Linked DNA regions of Arachis hypogaea: region 1 is linked to region 2. Evidence: chromatin contacts called from public Hi-C data. All regions are on one chromosome and are shown on one strand. The core of a region is the stretch at or near the end of the contact, and the rest is flanking DNA. Distances in the headings are between cores, read along the strand shown. Region 1 holds the start of LOC112777246 (E3 ubiquitin-protein ligase ATL6). Region 2 holds the start of LOC112775669 (DNA excision repair protein ERCC-1).

What was found. A called contact is a pair of places that touch in the nucleus more often than the background predicts.
Region 1: a contact with region 2 is called in a Hi-C map of leaf, with 5 times the contacts expected there. The contact joins the promoter of LOC112777246 here to the promoter of LOC112775669 in region 2. A contact is called at or near these places in 2 of 8 Hi-C or Micro-C datasets (both in leaf).

The regions. Positions count from the first base shown.
Region 1 is chr19:46,496,612-46,503,079 of arahy.Tifrunner.gnm2.J5K5, forward strand. LOC112777246 (E3 ubiquitin-protein ligase ATL6) reads right to left here and starts at 4,600. Exons shown (of 1, transcript XM_025821579.3): 1 at 2,986-4,600. The coding sequence starts at 4,392. The coding sequence ends at 3,199.
Region 2 is chr19:45,698,290-45,704,286 of arahy.Tifrunner.gnm2.J5K5, forward strand. LOC112775669 (DNA excision repair protein ERCC-1) reads right to left here and starts at 4,040. Exons shown (of 10, transcript XM_029295492.2): 1 at 3,643-4,040; 2 at 3,227-3,516; 3 at 3,014-3,122; 4 at 2,802-2,905; 5 at 2,015-2,114; 6 at 1,818-1,894; 7 at 1,221-1,320; 8 at 1,003-1,074; 9 at 822-890; 10 at 1-672. The coding sequence starts at 3,489. The coding sequence ends at 340.

The sequences.
Region 1 (6,468 bases), core at 3,350-5,849, 800 kb after region 2:
ATAATAAAACGGATATCCAAATAAGTAAACGGCTACCCGGGAATCGATCACCCCGAAGCCAATAAAACGGATATCCAAATAACAAAACGGGTATCCAAATAACAAAAATAGCGGCCCGGGGATCGATCACTCCGAGGCCAATAAAACGGATATCCAAATAATAAAACGGATATCCAAATAAGTAAATGGCTACCCGGGAATCGATCACCCCGAGGCCAACAAAATGGATATCCAAATAATAAAACGGATATCCAAATAAGTAAACGACTACCCGGGAATCAATCACCCCGAAGCCAATAAAATGGATATCCAAATAATAAAACGGATATCCAAATAAGTAAACGGCTACCCGGGAATCGATCATTCCGAGGCCAACAAAACGGATATCCAAATAAGCAAACGGCTACCCAGGAATCGATCACCCCGAAGCCAATAAAACGGATATCCAAATAATAAAACGGATATCCAAATAAGTAAACGGCTACCCGGGAATCGATCACTCTGAGGCCAACAAAACGGATATCCAAATAATAAACCGGATATCCAAATAAGCAAACGGCTACCCGGGAATCGATCACCCCGAAGCCAATAAAACGGATATCCAAATAATAAAACGGATATCCAAATAAGTAAACGGCTACCCGGGAATCGATCACCCCAAAGCCAATAAAACGGATATCCAAATAATAAAACGGATATCCAAATAAGTAAACGGCTACCCGGGAATCGATCACCCGAGGCCAATAAAACGGATATCCAAATAACAAAATGGATATCCAAATAACAAAAATAGTGACTCGTGAATCGATCACCCGCAAAGCCAACAAAACGGGAATCCAAATAAGCTAAATAAACAAAGTCTTGAAATCGGCCCACCAAGAGGCCTAAAATAAGTTCACAATAACGGCCCAAAAAAGGCCACACAAAACAAGCATGAGCTGACGGTCTTCCAATTCGCGGAAATCCATATTGACCAACATCCTACCAATTGGTACATGATGACGTCACGCCTTTTTCAAGCCCCTCACAGTCTCCCGAACTACAGAGAATCAGACTCTCCAATGACTTAGCATTGAGACCAAGAAAGCATACTCTCATGCTCCGGGGGCAACTGTTCCAGACCCGATCTCCGGGCCCTTCTTCGGAACGGTCATCAAACCCGGCATGTGATGAGATGCCCAAACAATGCGCTCCTGGCCTAACCATGAAACGGCTAGGAACTCCCCAAATCCTCGACCTCGATCGGAAAAACCAAACAACGATCTCCTTGCCAAACCACAATGGCGAGAAAAATGTTTCTCCAGCGATGAGACTGAGCACACTCACTCTCTCGCTCCGGGGGCAACTGTTACGGATCCGGCCCACGGATCCTACACCCAGAACGTTCCCCGAACTCGGTTACCAGGGTCCGACCCCCTTCGCCCTTCCAGAAGGCCCGGAACCAGCCCACTAGAACTCCTAAACCAACTTTCGAATTCAAACGTCTCTCTTATCTTAGCCAAATAAGATAAGATAAGATAAGATAAGATAATTCAAACGTCTCCCTTATCTTAGCCAAATAACATAAGATAAGATATTCACTATCACCTATAAATAGAGGACCCAGGTCCCTCCAGGTATTCATTCATTCCTCACACCTTCTACCTCTTAGATCCATTCTGACTTGAGCGTCGGAGTGTCTTTGCAGGTACCACCCCCCATTGCTCCAGGCAAGTGATCCGACATCTGCCTCAACCCACAAGTTCTCGATCCATCTCTCAACCCGTACCAGAGACATCTTGTACATATATATATATATATATATATATATGTATATTATTCAAAATATAAAATTAAAGCTAATGAAACTATCCTCATATAAAAGTAATATCTCATATGAAAAGTACAAAGTCATATTTAATTTCTACTAGGACTATCATTGACCATTCATGTTAAAAACGAAAAAAAAAATCTCTGATTTTATAATTTTAAAATACATAAATTTTTAATTAATTAAAAATATAAAAATATCTTTTATTTTTTAAAAAGTAAGATATTTAAATTTGTCAATCTAAAATATATAAAGATAAATAAATTTTTTAAAAGAACTTAAATATCTTTCATTTTTAATAATAAAAAATATTTTTATATTTTTAATTAATAAAAAATTTATTTATCTTTAAAATAAAAAGTTAAAAACTTATTTATCGTTTTTCTGATAGATAATTTGAAGCAAATGAATAAGGCGATTCCTCAATATATGTTATTGAGTCATGCATGCTACATGAATACGGGAATTTTTTACTTATCAACTGCTATTTTTAGAATTAATTATTGAATTATTACATTTTAAAATATATTACTGAATTGTTATCTTTTTATCATGGTAGTAATATGTTTTAAAATAATAATAATTTGATAATAAATTTTAAAAACAGTAACAAATAAATGAAAAGATGTGAATACAAAAATTAATTAACAATAATTGGTCATTAAAATAGAATAAAATAATATATAAATATACTATAACTAATTTATGGTGTTCATTAAAAAAAAATCTTTACAATATTTTCTCTAGTTTCTCACAATGACTTGAGTACTACTTGTTTATTTGAGTACTGTTTGAATATTTTGTTTATCTAATACGATACTCCACTTATTGTGTTAAATTTCCTAAAATAAAAATAATAGACCCATGGTAAAAAGCCAGAAATCAACTAAGAATAGACCCAAAATTTCAAGGAAACCAATTTCACTTTTTTCAAAGTTGCACACTTGCTTATTCAAAAAGTTAGTTGCTGATAATAACAATCTGAAGTATAAAACATATTTAAAATATGTGCATTTGAATGACTTTTTTATTAGTTTTTAATTTTTATCTAGAAAAATCATCACTAATAAAAAGATGAAGCTTTAGATGGACCCCTCATCACAGAGTATAGCCCTCACCATAGAATATAGAAGACGCAGGTAAAATAATTACTCCAAAATCCTCAACCTATCTCATTTTGCTTATAAATTCTTAACATTCTTAATTGAACTGAAATTTAATTTATGATATGATTTCACTGTGTATCAATAAATGTGCTACTTATACACATCTTTACAAATTTCACGTTGGAAAACCAAAATCGTGGCCAAATAATAATTATAAAAAAAAAAACAAACAAAAGAATAAATACAAAAGAACCATTTAAGTTGGGTTCATAGAAAGCTCAGTTAAACCGGTAGATGGTCTATTTCTGATGTTGCTGTTGGTGCAGTCAGAACTGGTGGTGCAGCTGCTGGAGCAGCCGATGAACTTCCGCCGCCGGCGCTATTAGCCACCCGTGGTGACTTAATTGACGACGCCCTAACGAGAAACGGTGGCGCCATAGTGAAAATCCACCGGTCCGACTTAAAAACCCGGTCTAACCGCCTTGTAGACCAGCCCCTACTACTTCCTTCTCCGCCCCCAGTTCGGTAACCCCTCTTTGAGCTCCCTTCTCTCGGCAAAATAACCAAGCTCCTCGCTCGGTTCAACTGAGGTTCTAGAATCTTCTTCCTCACTTCCAAAGGCAATCTTAAAGTGAACCGCTCTGTGTCCTCACCTGGTTGGACCAGCGAGTGCCCGGTCGAATGTGATCTCGGAAACCTCCTCGGCCTCCCCGACCGGGAACCCCTGGTGCGGTTCAAATTCAACGCCTGGTTCATATTCAAACACAATACTTCCCGTTCATCAACACTTACCCTTTCATTCTTATTACTCTCCAGATTCTCACTTTCTTGCTCCACAGCAACTACGACGTCGCTTTGGTTCCGCGATTCCAAATTGCGCGGCGAGGACAACTCGTCGTTTGCCAACTCCGGAATCACGACGGCGGCGGCGCCGCGTACGGAGTCTCCCGGTTGTGGGAGGAGGTCGGCTCTGCAAACCGGACACGTGGTGTGAGACTCGAGCCACTCGTCGATACACTCAGGGTGGAACACGTGGTCGCATTTGGGAATCAAACGCAGCGTTTCAGTGTCTTCAAACTCGTTGAGGCACACTGCGCATTCGAGTGCTCCCTTTCCAATCTTGTGGATTTTTACGACTGAGTACTCTAAGGTTGGGAACGAGTCGATGACGGCAGGGTCGAGACCTCGGTGACCACGGCGGGATCTGCCGGTGGCGACAAGGTGGCGGATGCTGGCGGAAGGAGAGTCGGAGCAGTGGCGGATGTAGATGGAGAAGAATCCCATGAGGAAGAGTGCGGAGACGAGGATTACAACTATGATCGCCATGGAAGGGCTGAAACGGTTGTAGTAATTGTTGTTTTGGTTGTTGTTATCGGATTGTGCTCCGGTGAAGGGAAAGAAGAGAAGCAGGTGAAAGAGAAAGAAGGAGAGAAGGATAATTGCGTCATTTGGACGGTTATGCAAAATGGAGGTCATGGTGGTGTTGTTTTTGGTCACTGAACAACGTTTTGTTGAGTTGTAGAGAATAGAAGAAAGAAAATAAGGGTGTTAAGAGTGAAGGGGGTTTAGCTTATAAATGGAAAAAGTGGGAATCGCTGCCAGTTGTTGAGGAACGGAAGGTAAGAATGAAGCTGAGGGTTTGTATGTTTGATTGAAATCTAATTAATTAAGTGATTTAAAGTTGTGGTCAGAGACGGTGTACTACGTGGACTAACTTAATGCCGCCGAAGCTTCCATAGAAAAAATATTTGGGGGACCAACTCTATTAGGAAGGAAATTAATTAGGAAGGCAGTTAATTAATGAAAAAAAAAAGTTCACTAACAAAAAAAATAGAGACCATTTAAATAAAGACACAAAAAATGATTTTTTTTTAAAGATGTGTACACGTATCATAATATGATTGAACATTTTTATTAAACCGGTTAATAAGCTATTTTTTAATAAACCACAACAAAATCAGTTTATCATAGCAAAAATAATAAGTCCAATTGTCTGTATTATAATTATTAGATCTGGTTTGTTTCGATCGATTTACACAATATGAACCGAATTATATTTAAATTCTTTTATAAAAAGATAAATATATCCTTGATTTTTTATTTTGCAGATATTTAAATTCATAATAATTTAAAATACAATTAAGTTCCTATAAAAAAATTTCTAACCCTAACCCCTTATCTCTGCCCAAGCCAAAATTCAAGCCTAACGGTGAAATAATTTACAGCCTTCTGGATCGTGGTTTAAGGTTTGGCTCTGTGATTTACCTGATCTACCAAAGCTTGGAAGGTTTTGCAATGGAAATATTGCCTTAAAATTTTCATTACCAGACAAATTCTCACTAATCGATTACCAAAAGATGGAGAGCTTTTGTGCAGGTGCTGTCAGTGTCAATAGGTGGACAGAAGTTGAATTTAAGGAGGATAAAGATCCAGTTTTATTGGAAGTTGATCTCAACTCTGCTGTACGGAAAGCATTTGAAGGAATGGTAAGTGTTCCGAGGGTTACCTGAAACTGTAGGTTGATCTCGGACGAGATCTGCGGTGGTCGTGGCTTTCCCTTTTAATGCACGCTTTTCATTGGTCCAACTTCTATTGTCGATCCTTCCTAAGTTATTTTTAGTAATCCATTTTTAGTCAGACCTTGTCAGGCCACTTTTTATGGAGGTCCGACTTCTTCTTTGTGGGTCCTTCTTAAGTTATTTTTAGTAGTCCATTTTTAGTCAGACCTCGTCAGGCCACTTTTTATGGATTACTTTTTATAACTTTTTGCGTTGGTCGTTTTGTTTCGACCTCTTTGTAAGTTATTTTTAGCAGTCCATTTTTAGTCAGACCTCGTCAGGCCACTTTTTTGGATAACTTTTTACAACTTTTTGCGTTGGTCGTTTTGTCCGACCTCTTTGTAAGTTATTTTTAGCAGTCCATTTTTAGTCAGACCTCGTCAGGCCACTTTTTATGGATTACTTTTCATAACTTCTTGCATTGATATGTTTTAATCGCTTGCACTTTGCCGACCTTGTCGTGATCGAACGGTGAATTTGGTTTTCACGTTGTCGACCTTGTCGTGATCAAATGGTGAATTTGGTTTTCACGTTGTCGACCTTGTCGTCATCGGGCGGTGAATTTGGTTTTCACCTTGCCAACCTTGTCATGACCGGACGGTGAATTTGGTTTTTACCTTGCCGACCTTGTCGTGATCGGAAAATGAATTTTTTCGCTCAAATCAATACGTCTTGGTAGGAAACCTTTTAGGGAATCTGAAAAATTTTATTCAAGTAGAAAATAGACATATAGACAAGAATGTATTCATATAAGTGCTTACCCTTCTAAATCGGGCAATTTTGTAGATCTTGGCTTGGTGCCTCATTAAAAAACCTTTTTCAGGAAAAAGAGTGCACCTTAACCTAAGATCTTTATTATTGTCTAACTATAGTACCTTCTTAGATTACAGGCATGCCATGACCTTGGTAGCTCTCGTCCCTTGAGGTCAGACACCTTGTAGCAGCCTTTTCCCAGTACCTCTACAACTCGGTAAGGTCCTTTCCAGTTAGCTAC
Region 2 (5,997 bases), core at 2,790-5,289:
CCAATGAGTTAAACGTAGTCATATTTAAAAGTTGGTGCTTGCTAAGTGCATTAACAATCAACAGTTAAATTCTCAACTCCAGAATTCCATTCCATTCCTAATTCTATATATGGAATCTGGATCAACGCTTATACCCCACCAAGGCTGTATGTCAAATACTACCCTAATGCATATGCAGGGCAGGAAAAGTCCACAATCAATTAAAGGCATTCTGATTCAGAATCAAAGTGCAGTGCCATGCTGGCTCTAGATTGTGGATTTATAAACCGAGCCTTCAAATTTTAAAAGAATATCATGCTTAAGGGAAAACTTTAACGGATGGTGGAAAGCATCATGTAATTATGTTTCAGCCTCTGATTTTCTAACAGCACCTGATTCTACTTTCTCCTCTACTTGTGAAGTCTTATTCCTCTTGCCAATTCTGTTAGAATATTTGGCAAAGGCTTCAGAGAGGGCAGATTTGACAGTAAGTTCAGGTTCTTTCTCCTTGCGTTTGTTCACATCTTCAGCGTCCTTTTGCTTGTCTTCATTCAAGGAGCAAGGTTCAGCATCATTGTTAGCTGATACATCAGGACTAGCTGTCTTATCCTGGACAGACGTCTCTGGAATGACTTGCCTGCTGGATTCCAATCGCTTGAAGGGTTCATGAAACGTGTCAAACAAGCGCTTGACCTGATAAGTGTAAAAAGTATTCAGTGCTCTTTTGATTACTGCCTATCACTGTGGACCAAGCCACTAAAACTGTAAATCATGCAAGCAAAGCCAAATAAAGTGAAGTGCAAACCATTTGTCATATCTCACTTTCAGCATTAGCTATATACCTTGCGCTCACCTATGCCAGGGCAGCGAGCTAGATCTTCCATAGATGCACCCATAATGTGAGACAAAGACTGAAAAGACAAGAATTATTCTTGATGAAAATGCTTTCAAAAATAAAACCAATGAATATTTATGTGGCAATATGAGCCTACAAAGTATATATTTAAAAAAAGATATACATACCCCAAATGTGGTACCAAGGGTAACTACATCAGTCTTGTTAACATGTCGGACAGTTGTAAGGGCGTGTGTTAGCTACAGTTGAAAGTAAAACTGGTTCAGCATATTTGATGCCAATGAATAAATTATTTTTTCGACTTAAAAAAATGCACGATATTTTTATCTCGAAAGTACTAAAACCCATTATAAATTAATTCATTGACCATAAACCATAAGCACACCCGTGACAGATAGTCTGTATCCATTTGGCCTTGAATAATGTCTGCAGGCTTGTTTTCATATACTTTTATGGTCTCCAAGTAACGGCCACATTCCTCCAAGCTAGAATGACAGTAGAATGGAACGATATAAACTAAATTAGTTAGGTAATAGGAATCTTACCAGATGCTACTACAGCTACTGAAATTAATTTGCATGTTACAGCAGTTGCAAGTTCCTTTAAATAGTAAAATTATGCTAAAACAACAAATGCAATTGAAACTACAAGAATCTTTCTCCTCTAAAATGTTCTTTTTTGTGACTGTATCACCTAAAACAAAAGAGAGGCACAAGGAACAAGCATGCATCTGAGTAGCTGTTCACATTAACATTATTCATCAACATCTTAACCATGAACCTTCATCCTGAATAAGAGGATTGAATGATTGATAGCTATTCTGTATTTTCTAGTCAGTATTTCATAATAAACTCATCAGCTAGCCAATAGCAGATAATAGCACCATTTTTACACCACTAAGAGTTGACAAAAATAAAATAGAAAGACATTTTAAGCATGAAACTATGCAAACTTCACAAGTTAGAAGGAGCATTAATTTCACCTCCATCCACATAGAAGGGTGCAGTCATGAAGCAGAGCTGTTTTGGTAACTTCAAGAAGAGGCTTCATTACATCCTCCTGCAATCAATGAGGTAAAAAAATGTAATTTAGTTCATGAAGACAATATTTCCAGATAGATTTGCGGTAAGCATAAAATAAAATAGATGCAACTAGAGATTGGGAATATCTGTGCCTGACCACATCAACATGGCATAAGACTACTCGAAGCTTGAAATTCTTCTGTAACTCCCTTATTCTATAATATAAATAGTCTGGATGCAGCAAATGATACCGGAGACTGCATTTGAAACATCCACTTGAGTCAAATTGATGCATAAATATATTAAACCAATCCTACTAGTGAGAAAATGAATTAGAAAATTCCAAGTAGCTTAGTTCATTACTAAATTAAGTCATGTGGTGAGTGTCATTTTTTTCTTAATACAGGACCCTAATAATAAAAACAGTTGCATCGTCCTACTATTGATAGACCATGAACGAGGAGATTGATCATCAGCTTGCAATTTGATATGAAAGTTCAACAAACGAGGAAATAGCTGTGCATCACATTTTGAAAAAGATGGAACTTCAGTGATAAAAACGAATGTGTTATGTCCACTTATTCTCTCTCATTCACTAAACAAACACATGCCAGTCCCCTCTTGGGTATGAGACTTATCCCTTGTGGTTCCTAAATCTCCTCCTAAATGCTCATAATGTTGACGTAGTGTACAAGAAAGAACGAGTACACAAAACATTTCTCTAATAGATCACTTGACTTCAAATCGGTTGAATAAGTTATATTTCCGGACAAACTAGCAAGGAATGCAACTTGCCATCCAACATAAGTATTTATTGATCACAACAACAACAAACATAACGAACAACCGCACTAAATCAGTGTAGTACTACCTCTAAATACAACAACAAAACAAGCAACCTTAAACTTCCCAAAAATTGAAAGGAAAAAGACAAAAAGCCTAACCTGATATAGAGTGCACATGAGCTTTGACCAAGCAAGTAGTCACAAACAATATCAGCAAAGGTCCATCTAACATTCCTAATGTGTTTAAGCAACGGATTTCCTTTCTGCAAAATACAAGAAAACAAAAACGTTCACCAGATAATAATAATAATATAAATAATGAAAATTAGAACAGAAAACTCAATAAATGAAAATAATCACACTGCTTAAACCTGTCTGTGGCTAACAAGGATGGCATTGCGACTTTGAGCGACTTGAGACGAAGCTGCAGCAGCAGAAGACGTCGAAGTTGAAGATGGAGGGTTCAATTGAGAACTTTCCCTAAATCATCAAATTAATCTTCAAATACTACAGATAGCGATGTTTATACTTAACAATGGACCAAAATTCGTAGCAAAGATAAACCAAAAATGTGTAAAGTAAACCTTGAAATTGAAGAAGAAGCAGCGGTGATGGTGGTGGCGGTGTTGGTGGTAGGAGGCGGAGGAGCGTAGAACTCAGAGGATTTGACGAAAGAAAAGGTTTGGGAGAATGTTTGCGAGGGAAGGAAGAGTGAAGGTGGAGTTGATTTTTGTTGCGAGCTTTGGAGAACTTCTTCGTAGGAAGGTATCTTGATCACTACGGAGCTCTTCTTGTTCGCGCCATCGTCGTTCTTCTTATTGTTTTGCTCTTTCAACTCATTCTCCATTTTCCACCTCCTCAGTTCCCAGATTAACTAACAACAAGAAAAATTAATAGTTCACAGTTCACAAAATTAACAACAACAAAAATTAATAGTTCACAGTTCACAAAATTAATGAAAAATTATTCAATTATAGTTACAAAAAAAAATTTTGAATACCAGGGACTGAGGGAGCGCAGAACAGGGCAGAGCTGGTGCAAGAGGGGGACAGGGAGCAGTGGAGCACGATCGAAGGCTGAAGGCGGAACAGAGTTGGCGTCGGCGGGACGACTGCGGGACGGAGGCTTCGACGTTCCGACGGTGGTGCGCAATGGAGGGGAAGGAAGTTGCGACGGTTGCTGCGCAACGGAGGGGAAGGAAGATGCGACGCCGCGACGGTGGCTTCCAAGTTCGCAATTGCGTCGGCGGCGGTAGCAGGCGGTGGCTGGACGGAAGTGACGGAGGAGCACGAGCTCGATGAGAGGAACTCGGACTGGCTGAGTGTGAGAGAGGCAGGAGCGCGTTTTGGTTAGGGGGCAGGCTTAGGGCTGGGGCGGTGAGGGTTACCTCCCGTGCCTTAATGTGCTACAAAACGGCGCCGTCTAAACTTAAAATGCAAAAAACCGGCCGAGTCGTGGTTCGATTCAGTCGATCGATTTCTGGCCGGTTTGATGGTTCAAGAGCAGTTTTTGAATTTTCCAATTTTCTCATCTGATTGATTCGCTTTTTTTTTTTTTTTCGATTTGCGGTTTGACTGATTCGACTGGTCGATTCGAATCGGTTTTTAAAATCTTGGTTTTTACCCAAAAAAATCAATTGCAGCGAGCTTATGGGAATTTGAAAAAAAAAAAACTCAAACTATTCAAACATAACAAAATTGACATATGTGACCGGTTTGAGATAGAACGTGCATCTTGAACGCCTTTTAAGGGATACCTGTGGAGATAGCTTTGACATCTTTTTAGTTTGAAAACATGTTGATCTATTTCTTGGCCTTGGAAAATGTTTACAAGATTCTCTAGTAATTTCTGAAAGATTCGCTTACCTTTTATCTACTTGTGACGGCTCGCGTTGGTCGTTGTGGGTTATCCACTAACCTAATACTATTAGAGTCGTCGTCTTACTTCCTTCGCCGTTCCACTTCACATAACGTTTGCTGCAAAAAGGAGGGATTCCTCAGTCAAGAAAAGCTTTCTTAGTTCACCACTTTGTTGACTCCACTCTTCTACACAATAACTCATTCGTTGCTTTAGGAATCTACATTCAATCTTCCAAAGAAGTTCTGCTAGTATAACCTCATCCGAGTAGTCACTCTTCTCATAGTCTATGTCTAGTCTATTTTGGACAGAGCAATAAGAAAGGACCAAAATACCAAAGATTAAGGATGACTAAATCCACAAAGGTAAACATATGCATAGTAAGATTAGAAATTAAAATGGTTCCCGAAGAAGTATTTAAGCTGGAAGAGCGCCTAATTTACACCCTAGTTTTCGTACTAAAGAATGTCCTCCCGTTGGGTTCAAGGATTGGATTATTGGAATAAAATATGTGTTTGCTATTATCAGTTCAATGAAAACTAAGGGTTCTCACGACCCAGACCGGCCCAAAACTCAAACCGAGCTGAAGGCATATTTTTGCTTGGTTAGGGTTTTTCAAATTTATTTGTTGTCATTTTTGCATTATCCAGCCCGATATGACCCTGTTTTTCATAATAAAAATATAATTTGGTCGACCCAATTTAACTAAGTTTAGGTTGTTGTCAGATTTGTATAGGACTAAAATACAATCGATTGCCTTTTATAGTTTGGTTTGGGTCTAATTAAATTCGGCCCAACACATGAACACAATTATCGGACAACATGTGATATAACTTTAGATTTAATAGAAATGGTTAGCTCAGGAAGTGTTAATTCAAAAACGCTACATGGTCATCGTTAAAGTCATTGTTTACTTGCTAATCCATGGTAGTCACCAACTCGATCATAGTACTCTAGTTGTCCGACAATAGACTAAAACTCATATCTCTAAAAATATTATGTTACCTCATGGCAGGAAGTAGTAATTCCTGCTGACCCGCTAACATTTTCTAATAATAAAAAAAAAAAAACACTAGTTGGCATAACCTACTTTTGTTGTGTGTATAATACATATGGATTAAACATGAAGTTTATCGTCTACTTTTACTCTTTTCAAAAAGGTGTTTTCGGTTTTAAAATTTATGCTATAAATGGTGACATCTTAATTTACTTGAAATCCAAAAAAAAAACAGACCCTAACTTTCGCTTATTCTCCTTGGCACACGGTTGGATTGAGATATATTCATTGTATCAATGACAATCTCATTATTCATCATAATGTACATTAACCCCTACTATAATAATATATGCCACTTCACCCATACAATGGATTGTAAGGAAAGAATTTATCATCAAAAGTATATAAAATAATTACGAATTATAACTATTAAAAATAAAGCAGTAATTCGATCAAGTAAATGCTTCATTGAGACATCAATTTCGTACGTTGGCTAACATT